2 separate regions of the Muntiacus reevesi genome follow, and region 2 is linked to region 1. Evidence: chromatin contacts called from public Hi-C data. All regions are on one chromosome and are shown on one strand. Each heading gives the region's core, a stretch centred on a gene start, on an enhancer-like site or on the middle of the called end of the contact. The rest is flanking DNA. Distances are from core to core; before and after follow the strand shown.

Region 1 (3,802 bases), core at 668-3,167:
TAATCACGATGGTTTGATCACTCACCTAGAGCCAGACATCCTGGAATGTGAAGTCAACTGGGCCTTAGAAAGCATCACTATGAACAGCTAGTGGAGGTGATGGAATTCCAGTTGAGCTATTTCAAATCCTATAAGGTGATGCTGTGAAAGTCCTGCACTCAATATGTCAGCAAATTTGGAAAACCCAGCAGTGGCCACAAGACTGGAAAAGGCCAGTTCTCATTCCAATCCCAAAGAAAGGCAATGCCAAAGAATGCTCAAACTACTGCACAATTGCACTCATCTCACACGCTAGTAATGTAATGGTCAAAATTCTCCAAGCCAGGTTTCAGCAATACATGAACCGAGAACTTCCAGATGTTCAAGCTGGTTTTAGAAAAGGCAGAGGAACCAGAGATCAAATTGCCAACATCTGCTGGATCATTGAAAAAGTGAGAGAGTTCCAGAAAAACATCTATTTCTGCTTTATTGACTATGCCAAAGCCTTTGACTATGTGGATCACCATAAACTGTGGAAAATTCTGAAAGAGATGAGAATAGCAGACCATCTGACCTGCCTCTTGAGAAACCTGTATGTAGGTCAGCAAGCAACAGTTAGAACTGGACATGGAGCAAGACTGGTCCCAAATAGGAAAAGGAGTATGTAAAAAATGTATATTATCACCCTGCTTATTTAACTTATATGCAGCGTACCTCATGAGAAATGCTGGGCTGGAAGAAGCACAAGTTGGACTCAAGACTGGTTGGAGAAATATCGATAACCTCAGATATGCAGATGACACCACCTTATCGCAGAAAGTGAAGAATTAAAGAGCCTCTTGAAGAAAGTGAAAGAGGAGAGTGAAAAAGTTGGCTTAAAGCTCAACATTCAGAAAACTAAGATCATGGCAGCCGGTCCCGTTGCTTCATGGCAAATAGATGGGGAAACAGTGTAAACAATGGCTGACTTTATTTTGGGGGGCTCCAAAATCACTGCATATGGTGACTGCAGCCATGAAATTAAAAGACGCTTACTCCTTGGAAGGAAAGCTATAACCAACCCAGACAGCATATTAAAAAAGCTCTGTCTAGTCAAGGCTATGGTTTTTCCAGTAGTCATGTATGGATGTGAGAGTTGGACTGTAACGAAAACTGATCCCCGAAGAATTGATGCTTTTGAACTGTGGTGTTGGGGAAGACTCTTGAGAGTCCCTTGGACTGCAAGGAGATCCAACCAGTCCATCTTTAAGGAGATCAGTCCTGGGTGTTCATTGGTAGGACTGATGTTGAAGCTGAAACTCCAGTACTTTGGTCACCTGATGCGAAGAGCTTACTCATCTGAAAAGATCTTGAAGCCGGGAAAGCTTGAGGGCAGGAGGAGAAGGGGACGACAGAGTATCAGATGGTTGGATAGCACCACCGACTCAAGGGACTTGAGTTTGAGCAAACTCCCGGACTTGGTGAAGGACAGGGAATCCTGGTGTGTTGCAGTCCATGGGGTTGCAAAAAATTGGACAAGACTGAGCGACTGAAGTGAACTGAACTGAATCTCCCTTAAGCAGGATGACTCCCTGAAGGGCTGTGAAAGGAAAGGAACGCGCAAACGGAGACCACACCACTATGGCAATGGTCTTGTGGCAAATCCATTTCTTCTACGAAATATCCAGCTGACAGAAATGGCTGAGATAGTTTCTTGCTTGAATTATCGACGAGTCACACCTGCTCGGTTCCTGGGCGGACCAAAGCCCGAGTTTCATATCCACTGCCAGCGCTCGCGTTTACCTAGCAACCTACACTTCAGGTAACAGAGGGTACCCCTCAGCGCGACCCGGAAGGAGAGATCGCCCTTTACACCTGGAAAGGGCCCACCCTCTTCGAATGGCCGGGACAGGAACGAGACGGGGCTGCGCGTGCGCAGTGGCGTTGGCTGCCCTTCCGGTACGCCCGGCGCGGACAGGCGGCGCGGACGCAGGCACGCACGGACGCACCGTCTCCCCTACACGCGCCGCCGCCCTAGCTCCCACTTACACCCGAAGCGGCGTCAGCCCAGCAGAGATGCTGCGAGCCTGTCAGTTATCCGGCGTGACCTCCACCGCCCAGGTGAGGACTGGGGCGCCGGTAGACAGCGCATGGTGAACTGACTCTCGGCAACCAGCGGAAAATAAGGGAGGCTTTGGCTTTGCCTAGGCCCCAGGACAGAGGCGTGTCTCCGGGCCGCCCTTATCGCGAGAGTCCTGGGTGGGCCCGTGAGGCAGTTAATTCGGGAGTTCGGTGGACGGGAATGACTGGAGGGTTATTGCTGAAACGGGATGGGGCGTGGAGGAGAGAAGGTGGCGGGGAGGCGGGCGTAGGACGGGAGGCACGGCTTTGGGGACGTGCCATCCAATCAGCCCCTCGTTGCCTCAGACTAGGACCAATCGAGGCTGCTGGCGCCCGGGTCGCCGGTTGGGCGCGTGAGAGGTTTCGCGGATCCAGTGGTTGAAGGTCGACGGGGGGAAAACTACAGTTCCCAGCGGGACACGCATATCCTTGGCTGGTTGCACCTTAAGGAGGTGCCTGGACTGCTGGAGACCGCGTTTTAGGGGGTCAAGGTTGTAATTATCCAGAAAGGACTGCCTTTCTTTTCATAACTGACAACGCGTCTTGAGTTATTCCTACTCTGAATAAAAACAGTAAGAGCTCGAGCTTCTAGAACTCGAGGAAGGTTAAGCGCCTGACCTTGTGCTCGTTTCTGAGATTAGCCTGAGGATCTCTGTCTCTAGGTGCTAGGACAACTTTGGCAGACGTCCAAGGAGTTACTTGTATTTCTGCATAATTATCACAGTAATTTTGGAGAAGGAAATGGCAATCCACCCCAGTAGTCTTGCCTGCAGAATCTCATGGACAGAGAAGCCTGGCAGGCTACAGTCCATGGGGTCGCAAATAGTAGGACAGGGCTGAGCGACTAAGCACACACATCAAAGTAATTTACTGAAATTCAAAATAGTAAACCTGCTTCCATTGCTCACAATTGAAAGAGAATTGGTATTTTGGCAAAATGTGGAATTTACCAAACAGGTTCTGTGACTCAAGCAATTGAGCAAAGTCCCTGGACACAGTCAGTTAGAAAAGTCAATTTTTTTTCTCCCCACATTTGCTTATCTTCCATCTCCCCTTTCGTTTCCAGGGTAAAAGAAGCAGGCTCTTCCATAGGAAAGTGGAGTGTGTATTAGTTTCCTATTGCTGTGTGTACATAGCAGGTACCACAGATGGAGCAGCTTAAAACAACACCCATTTATTACCTTACTGTTTCTAGAGGTGAATGCTTAGGGTTATCTGCTTGCTCTCATACAGGGGTGCAGTCAGAGTGTGTCCCTGCTGTGATTCTCATTTGGAGCTCAGGGTCCTCTTCTGAGCTCCTTCAGTTTGTTAGCAGAATTCAGTCCCTTGCAGCTGTAGGGCTGAAGTCCCTGTTTTCTTGCTAGCCCTCACCTCACCTACTTAGGGGCTGCCTGAAATTCTTTGCCACAAGATTCTTAGAAGCAGTTTATAGCGTAGATGTTTACTTTGTTGCAGGCTACCATGAGCTTGTGTCTCAGACTTTAATATCTCTTCCCTGTTTCTGATTTCCAGACCTAGGTTTAAAAGGCTTATGTGATTAGGGCAAACCCACCTGGATAAATCCCTTTTGATAAATCAGGTCAACTGATTAGAAACCTCATTACATCTATAAAATCCCTTTTGCCTGTACAACTCTGATCATGGGCTTAACCACTGGGGACAGAGATCGTGGGAGCCATCTTAGAATCTGGGCTACCAAAGTGCCCAAGTGGGCCTGGAAGGA
Region 2 (3,802 bases), core at 602-3,101, 490 kb before region 1:
CTGGAAAGTTCTCCATGGACAAAGGAGACTGGTGGGCTACAGTCCATGGAGGCACAGACTCAGACATGACTGAGCACGCACCCAGGCACCATGGATGAGCCCTAACTCTCGGCTGAAAGCAGTCTGGGAAAGAAAAGTGTACAGGAAGGAAGAAGTGGACAGAAGTTCAGCCAGCGCCACTGTCCTCAACCACACTTGCTCCAGGGTCCACATGTGACCCCAGCTACCAAACCTTCCTTATCAAAAATTTCTGTTCAACCTCTGAGTTGAGCAGGGCCCCCAAACTCCCCAACATAATCCATTCCATGAAGTCCATTATTTGTTGCTCAGAAGGAATCATCACTACGGATATTTTAACCTAAAGAATACCAGACTTTTTATGTTATTTAAATAACCCAAAACCAAAGAATCCCACCCAGCTTCCACAAGTTAACTGCAGCTAAGTATCTTCCCCCAGGGCCTAGGGCTATAATAATAGAGAAGAAACACCTATTGAAAACCTGCCTTCTGAAAGGAAAACAAGTAAAAACTTGACCAGGTAACGCACCAACAAACAACTTGCTCCACAATGGGTTTCTGGGGAGGTTGCCTCCCGTCTCATCGCAGGCTGCAACTGGGAGAGCTTAACAGTTTGATTTAGCTAGTTTCTTAGGAATCACATCAGTGCCGCTGCGGAGTTGAAAGGCAGGCTTCTTCTACAGAGAGTCAAATTAGGGAGTTGAAGCAGCGGTTGTTTTGTTAACTCACAGCTAAGAATAACATGCGAGTTTCTAATTTTAAAAAAATGAAGAAAAACGAGGAAAGTCAGTCCCTGGCTAAATGTTTGGGGCGAGGAGGAGGAGGGGTGGGGTTCTCTGCACTGACCCTCTCTTCGCCCGGATCCTCGGGCCCAAGGCAATTAACTAGGGGCGCCCACCCCAGGAGGGAAGCAGTTTGCAGGTGCGACGAGTCGGCCCGGCTCCCGGGTTCAACCCTGGATGAAACCCGTGGCTCCAGAATTGGTTTCCAGATGGGTTCGCGCTCACTTTTAATTAACAACCAGGTCGGGGTAGGTTCGAGACAGATCGGGGGGAGAGGAGGAAAAGTCACAGGGGCCTGGGGATCTCGGCGCCCGGGGGAAGGCCGGTCTGGCCGCCCGGAGGCACCCTCCTGGCCCGCCTGGGCCCGAGGGGCTCGGGGTGGGTGGGCCCGTTCCCGCGCGACCACCCGGGCCGCCTTACCGTGGCTCTGCAGGATCTCGTGCTTGAGGCCGCCCGTGTAGTCGATGAGCTCCTCCAGGCCGCGCTCGCACAGTTGCCCATAGCCCGAGAACTTGTGCAGCACCTTCTCCAGCTCGCGCTCCACCGTCACGCACTGATCCATCCCGGAGGCGGCGGTGGCGGTGGTCGGCTCCCCGGGTCCCGAGTGTCCGCAGCCGTTCGGCCCGGGCCCGGCCGAGGCCGCGTCCTGCTCCTCGTCCCCCAGGCGGGCGGCGCAAGAGGCCAAGGCGGCGGAGGCGCTAGCCCCGGCGCCAGAGGAGCCTCGAGAAGCCCGCGCCCGCCTGCCCCATAGCGCCCCGGCCCCGGCGCGTAGCCACTGCTCTCGCTCGCTGGTCCCACCCGGCCCTGCACCTCAGCTTCCCCGCTCGCAGCGTTCGGCTCCCGGCCGCGGCGCCGCCGATTGTTTTTGTTTTCACGGGAACGGACCGATGACCTGGTTCTCCCGGGCGGCACCAAGCGCCACCGACCCGAGGGGGGCAACCACCCCAGCTAGAGAAGGAGGCGGCGCGGGCCGTACCAAGCGCACCGTCGAGGGGGGTCAGCCCGGCGAGCGCGAGCAGAGGAACACATCCGCTCGCGCCGCCGCTCTAAAGGTGTGGGCCGTACCACGCGGGAGGCGTGCGAGGGAGCGGGAGAGGGTGGGGCCAGCGCCTAATTGGTCCAAAGAGCTAAATTGGGAACTTTAGAGACAGCCCCAGAGCTCCGAGAGCGCTACAACTACGCGCTCCGTAAACAAGTGGGCGGAAACCGGTCCTAACAACTCCGCCCAGAAACGGGGAAAACGAACCAATGGGCGCCGGGAACATGTAAGGACCCAACGTCCTCCAATCCCTGGCCGAGGCGTAACCCTTCAGCCAATCCGGGACTAAGGGCCAAACCAATAGACTCGTTGTTGGAGGGGGTGACTTGGAGAGCATCCCGGGAAGCTAGGCGTTTTGGGGAAGCCATGAGGGAAAACAGGGCAGAAATAAAGAGATCTGTTTCCTGTAGGACTTCGCCCTAGCCTTGTATTATTTCACCTCCCCATCACTCAAGGGGGTACGGTCGTTCCGAAGTTTTGGACGACGGATTCGCCGCCCCGGGGGGGGGGGGGGGGTTGGAATCCAGCCAGGCCGGACGGGGTGGGAGGTGCTACGGGCGAGGGTCTCTAACGAGAATGAAAGGCGGCGGTGGTTGTGGGGCTGGAGAGGCGGGTGCCTGGTGGTCCGGCGCAGTGCGCGGTGCTCCCTCGACTCTTGCGACACTAGGAGGTCACACGCCTCGCCCCCCACTCCCCCCGCAGGCCTCGCCCCTTTGGCCCTGGGGCCTGGAGCCTCTCCTGACCGGTTGCTTCACCCCGCGTGTAAGACGTGTAGCTTCGCGGAGAGGAAACTCGAGTCGGAGGTTGGGGGAATCTGGCCCCTGCCTCTTCGGCGCCTTTTTCCATTGAATAGATTGGAGTTACCCCTTTGCGTAAATCCTTCCCTGACTTGGCGATGGTGCCTCCAACCTTGGCCTATACCTACTCGCTGACTGAGCTGCAGCTGAGGACGAGCCAAGCTGCTTCTTGCCTCGGGGCCTCTGTACTTGCATTTTCTTTGGCCTGGAAAACTCTTCTACCTTCTCATCCTAAAATTAGCTCCCTTGTCCCACTGAGGGCCCTCCCCAGACTGCACTACTGTATTCTCTACCCGCCAGCACTCCCTCCATTGCTACGTCATTTATTGTAATACCAATTGTATTATCAGTTTTATTCTTTGCGCACCATTATTAAAATCTGAAATAATCTGATTCAATTATTTATTTTTTTTACATAGGTGAGCCTTTATTCGTATTGAATGGCTTATTCTTTTTCATTTTTATTTAGTATATTATTTTAGCAAAAGCAGCAGCATTTTAACAACTTAAAATGTTATTCCGAAGATTAGGTGACATAATAATTTATTTAATCTGAAAATTAAACTCTTTGAGAGTTGGAAACTTTTAATTCAGACAATCAACTAATAAATACCGATTCCCGGAATTGTTCCAGTTGTAGAAGGGAAAAATGCTCACAGCGTGCTTTTATTTTTAGTACTGATGTTGGGGAATAATTTGTATTCCATTGGTTCTCAAGTAAAGAATGCGAAATGAAATAAAAAAGACCTTTTCCTAGTTTTATTCGTTTACTTTTCTGTCTGTAGCTCTTCAATAAATTTCCAATAAGGCAGACCCTTGCTTGTGTTTTCTGTTCTGGAAACAGTGCCTGGAGACATGGTGTGCTATCTTCTTTTTTTAATTTAGGTAAAATCTCATTGAGCCTCAATTTCCTTTTTTTATAATTTGAAAGTAATTAGGATTAATAATACTTAACTCCATTGTTAGGAAAGTTAAGTGAGACAATTTATGAAAACACCCAGAAAGCAGCACATGATAACCACATGATGAATGGTGGTGGTTGTTACTATTGATGTCAGTTCCCAGGAATAAATCAAGAGAGGCCAGTTTAGTCAGAGAATCATGTTGATCTTGCACCCAATCCTTTATTTCTCGGTGATTCTCAGGGCAGCCCCAACTGTGGCTGT

The links. A called contact is a pair of places that touch in the nucleus more often than the background predicts.
Region 2: a Hi-C map of muscle shows a contact between it and region 1, with 5 times the contacts expected there. The contact joins the promoter of RMND5A here to the promoter of IMMT in region 1. A contact is called at or near these places in 2 of 3 Hi-C or Micro-C datasets (blood and muscle).

What each region holds. Positions count from the first base shown.
Region 1 is chr3:55,250,882-55,254,683 of mMunRee1.1, reverse strand. IMMT (inner membrane mitochondrial protein) reads left to right here and starts at 1,917. Exons shown (of 13, transcript XM_065929137.1): 1 at 1,917-2,079. The coding sequence starts at 2,035.
Region 2 is chr3:55,740,631-55,744,432 of mMunRee1.1, reverse strand. It overlaps RMND5A (required for meiotic nuclear division 5 homolog A), which reads right to left and starts at 1,851. Exons shown (of 9, transcript XM_065929161.1): 1 at 1,221-1,851. The coding sequence starts at 1,362.